2 separate regions of the Astyanax mexicanus genome follow, and region 1 is linked to region 2. The links are chromatin contacts, called in public Hi-C maps. All regions are on one chromosome and are shown on one strand. Each heading gives the region's core, a stretch centred on a gene start, on an enhancer-like site or on the middle of the called end of the contact. The rest is flanking DNA. Distances are from core to core; before and after follow the strand shown.

Region 1 (2,700 bases), core at 81-2,580, 49 kb after region 2:
CAGTAATGAGGAGGAATGCAATAAACACGCATTCATCCTTTATCTGCTTGTTCTCACTCATTCTCTTTATTCAATTAGAAATCCACAAACAGTTCTTGGAGATTTTGGACAGCTTGCTGGTCATTCGTCAACATCTGGGAAACCTGTTTCATCTGGTTCTTATTTTGCAATCCAGTTTTTTCTTCATTTGGAAAGACAATCAGTTCAGTTCCCTTCGTTTCAGATAAGATCATTGTACAGGCAATTGCCCAGCAAGACATTCGGTCCGTCGATTTTAACTCATCCAAGACAATGAACAAACAAACACACATGGGATCAATTGGGGAGTCAGATGCATTTCTGGGATGCTAAAAGCAAAAAAAGCTGGGGAATCCTAGCAGCTACCATAGAAAACAACTATTAAAACCATAGCAGCTACATGAAATATCATAGCAACCATGTACAATAACCATCTAACAACTGCTTTGAAGTGGAACCACAGCAACCACAAGGGCTACCAGAGCAGCCACTTTGCACTACAAAAGTAGCCATCTAGGAACACCCTTGAAACCTCCTAGGATCCCACAGAAACAATGTATCAACACTTCCATAAGCAACCAACTAAAAAGACCGTATAAACCACCAAGGATACCATATCGGCCACTAAACAACATCTATGAACACCCTAGAAACCACCTTTATCAAAGACCTAAAAGTCTTGTTAGCAACTGAATAGAAACACCACCAAGGATACCATATCAGCCACTAAGCAACATCTATAAACACCCTAGAAACAACCTTTATCAACTACCCAACAGCCCCTAAGCAGCCAACTAGAAAGACCATAGGAACCACCAAGGATACCATATCAGCCACTAAGCAGCATCTAGGAACAACCTAGAAACCACCTTTATCAACCATCTAACAACCCCTCAGCAGCACCAAATAAACCAGCTGGCAACACCATAACAACCACCTGAAGTACCACAGCAGCCACATTGCAGTACAAAGGCACGCATCTAGGAACACCCTAGAAACCACCTGGGGTACAACAGAAACAATTTATCAACTATTATCAGCCACTAAGCAAAATGATAATAACCACCTGATGAACCAAACCAACCACCTAACAACCATAGCACACCATAATACCATAGAAACCACCTGGAATATCACAGCAATCCAATGGTTGAATTATAGAAATCAGTTAACTAATAAATAAGTGATAGTAAATGTATCTTAATTGTTCTCCTCTGTTTTTTTCTTTTCACAGCTGGTGAGTATGAAGAGCTGGCGGGACATGCGGAACGAGATCCTGTACCTGACGGGTAACGTCACGCGCTCCCCGAACCACATGTACCAGGCCGTGTCCCGCATCGTCTGTGGTCACCCGGAGGGCGGCGGCCTCAAGATCAAATCCCTCAACTGGTACGAAGACAACAACTACAAGGCCCTGTTCGGTAACCATAACGACAACGAGACCGAGCCCATGTCCGCCTACGACAACACGTCCAGTGAGTGACCACAGCTCATATATTTTATACTGTATATCAGCCAAACTTATCAGTCGAAGAAATGGTTGCAAAAATATTTGCACCCAGTAGGAAGTGTGGGATTGCAGTGAAGTTGATTCCTTCTGAGTGCATTGTATTGTATTAATAATGAGTGTAATATCTGAAAATGTAGGGTGTTTTTTCCATTGTTTATGAGTGTGAGTCATTGGTCCATCCGTCAATCTATTTATCCATCTGTTACACTGGTGGAAAAAGACATGATCCAAAAATGTTCAGTCATGGGAGAAGCTATGAGTGTACTACAGTTATATCACCATTTTACAGTTATATTTTACAGTTATATAAACATCGTTCATTGTTTAGATGTGTGCAAGTCTTTTATTTCCTCTCTTATCTTTGTGTCTTCTCAGCTCCCTACTGTAACAACATGATGAAGAGTCTGGAGTCCAGCCCTGTCTCCCGTATGATCTGGAGAGCTCTGAAGCCTCTGCTGATGGGGAAGATCCTGTACACACCCGACACTCCGGCCACACAGAGGATCATCCATGAGGTACTCAAAGCATTTGCTGTACTGAGAGTGAGGAGCAGAATATACACTTTACCAGGATTGAATAGAGAGTGGAGTGGGTGGTAATGATCGTGACCGGCGGCATCTGGCTAGAATTGTCCATGCAAACAGATGAGTGACTCTTAAGTCCTGGATAAGTTGAATTTACTTAAATAAGTTGAGGTCATTTGTTGTCTTAGTTTTTAAAAGTCGATATGAGTCAATGAGTTAATTAGACTTAAAATATTTAGTAAGTTAATTTAATTAGATATATTTATAAATACTCATAGTGAAAATTTAAAAAGTGAACAGCTCAGATGCTGCTTGCTCTTATAGCCTACAACGTAGAGGCCAGGCAGTTAATCATGTTACATGATCTTATATTTATCTTGTATTATAAGATAGCATGGGGGGAATGACTACACACTGATGGTGAGGGTCAGAAACGCCAAAAGCCAATAGAAAAGTAGACCTCAGTTTGAATGTATATTCAACCACAAATGTTCACATAACTCAAAATAGTTGATTGAGTTTTGGAAATATATAATTGTAGGTGAAGAGATTGTGGGTTTACAGTGAATGGGACATGACAAAAATCATGGGACACAGTACTAGTCCCATGTCTTATTCTCTACAGATCCATTGTTTTAGTAAAGAACA
Region 2 (2,805 bases), core at 285-2,784:
AAGAGTATATTTAATAGTTGGGTCGGATCAAGGTTGGATCATGTTCCTATCAAAAACAAACCACTGTCACTGACTAAGTTTTGAATAATATAAACAGCCTTCTCTGATTAGAACTCACCATTCCAACGTTAAACAGGGCGAAAAGAATCAGCCATGGTATATCAGTGCACCGCCGCTCCTCCAGAGGCTTCCAGTCCACCTTTTTCTGTCAAGAAACACAAGAATTATTTAAAATGTGCACTGAGTGTAAATGAGTGTACTTAGCAATGAGTGTAAATAACGCAAAAGGCATGTCCACTTTGTTAAAATAAAATGGTACATTTTTTTTATTTTATTCAAATGCCTGAATATTCTTCATAATTGAAATAGAGTAATAATACATTTTGAAGAAATGATGCTATTATATTTAAAAAATATTGCAAATATTATTTTTTGTTCATCACAATTATTTATTTGACCAATTTTAATGCATATCATAGGTCATTCGTAGTACTGAACGATATGGCCAAAATGAATATCATGATATATTTCTTAATTTCGGTCGATGCAATATAATTTTGATATGGATATAAACAGTATTGCATCCTCTGTGTATGTATGTAATCATGCACTACTAGAGCAAGGTGATATGTAAAAAAATGTTGTATGTAGTTTATAGAATAAAACAACAATATTCATTTTACATAAACATATAACTAAAAATAGCAACATCAGAGAAACTGATTCAGAAACTGAAGTGGTCTCTATTTGTTTTTTCCACAGAGCTTTATATATATATATATATATATATATATATATATATATATATATATATATATATATATATATATATATATATATATATATATATATATATATATAAATTGCATTTTCTTTGTTTTGCCATAGTATCGTTTGGTATCGAGCATTGTGACCGTGCACTTTGTATCAGTATCAAATCCAAAGTATAATATTGTGACACCCCCAACTCCAGAGCTAATGGTCAAACAGCGATATATTATCTATCATACGCTACCTCCTGGTATTTCTACATTAAAGCATTAAAAATTCCCTATAAAGCGAAAAATTCAGATTATAAAACTCCAGCGTTTCTAAAAGAGGGCGGAGCCAAGACCAAACCCTCCAACCAACAACACAGGCGTTTTTAAAACAGCCTGAAGATCATAACCCTGTAAAACCGCGCAGTCCGCCAGGTTCAGCTCACCTCTGCACTGCTGCAGCATCCCATCGCAGCAGATTCCTGATCTGGATAATAATCCGAATTAAACAGAATCAGATGCTGAAACTAGCGGGGAGTTGCCTGGCTGGTCTGGAATGGAGGAAAATCAGCTCCAGGATTTTAAATCCGGTAATAAACGCTCTCAGACCGCAGCAGCACCGCGTTAATAAATAGATCCAGTAATAAAACACTGCGCGAATCCCGTCCGCGTTCAGATCTGCGCGGTTTAAACCGGATTAACTCCGGATTCCTCTATTCTCCGGATCTGGGGACGGTGAGGAATAACTTCCTGAACGGTGAGGCTGCAGAGGGAGGGAGGGCGGGGGGAGGCGGGCAGGTCTGAGTTTACCGGCTGATCCAGGATCAGCTGCTGCTTCTGCCTGAGATTAAAGCGGAGCAGCGGTCACAGTGTGAACAGATCCTGAACCGGTTCAGTAGCAGCGCATCGGGATTGGCGGAGCGGCGGCAGATTTGACTGAGCTGTGTGAGTGAACCGGTTAGTGTAGTATTAATGCACTGTTCCACAAATACAATAATATTAACAATAAGGTTTTATATGCTAAAAAAATACAATTAAAACTTATAATCCCTTAATTTATAAACATATATCACATAAAACATATAAACATTTAACCGTCGCATTATCATGCTGTATAAACTATACTTATAACTTATAAAACTATATTTTTATGTTGTTGCATTATTATGCTGTATAAAACTATACTTATAACTTATAAAAATCTATATTATTATGCTGTCTGTTGCATTATTATGCTGTATAAACTATACTTTTAATAAAAAATAAAATCTATATTATTATGCTGTCTGTTGCATATATGCATATATGTAACACACACGTACATATATATAACCACATCACTGAACTTGCTGGTCTATAAATACACATACACTACATATTGCTATTGTCTTACTTCCGCTTTACTGTGCACACATTACTTTACTCTCTTGTTATTTTGTGCAGATTACCAATTTAAATATATTACTTGTCTACTTCCTATTGTATATTCCCTATAGTACATTGTCTATATTTAACTTATATATTTAGCTTAATACTTTATTGTATGTTTATAGTCTATAATTTATGTTTTATAGTTCTTCTACTCTTTTTATTTATTTTTGTTAATAGCTCGTGTGTCAGTGGAAGATTAACACAGTAAAATTTCATTGTATAGTGTATTATTAGTATTATATATGTATAGTAGTATAGTATATGCCTATTATTAGTATTATGGGCTGTTGTATATACAGTATGTATGTAAATATTGAATGTGCTGCAAAATGCATAATAAAACTTATACTGAAATGTATTTCACTTTTAGTACATGCGCATATATTTATTTAACATATGTTATATATGATTTTGCACAATAAAAAAGTCTGAGTTTAACCATATTTACACAGAACTTATAATAAGATGACGTCATCCTTTGTTAGCCCATGTGTGCCTTCCTATTGTAGGACTTCAGCGCCACCTGCTGGATATTCACACATTCTGTCAGTTTTTAAAAATATTTACACAAAAAGTGCATATTAAGTGAATATTAAATGATTTAAGTGGTATGCTT

Evidence for each region. Hi-C and Micro-C count contacts between places; a contact is called where the count stands out from the background.
Region 1: a Hi-C map of muscle shows a contact between it and region 2, with 19 times the contacts expected there. The contact joins the enhancer-like site here to the promoter of slc44a1a in region 2. A contact is called at or near these places in 3 of 3 Hi-C or Micro-C datasets (blood and muscle).

What each region holds. Positions count from the first base shown.
Region 1 is chr25:22,440,856-22,443,555 of AstMex3_surface, forward strand. abca1a (ATP-binding cassette, sub-family A (ABC1), member 1A) reads left to right here. Exons shown (of 48, transcript XM_022667239.2): 9 at 1,253-1,493; 10 at 1,904-2,043. Among protein-coding and RNA genes, the nearest start is that of abca1a, 30 kb to the left of the region's middle. Within about 2 kb of position 1,331, the one cell type or tissue checked has an H3K27ac peak away from gene starts, as active enhancers do.
Region 2 is chr25:22,391,202-22,394,006 of AstMex3_surface, forward strand. It overlaps slc44a1a (solute carrier family 44 member 1a), which reads right to left and starts at 1,535. Exons shown (of 16, transcript XM_022667240.2): 1 at 1,205-1,535; 2 at 119-205. The coding sequence starts at 1,228.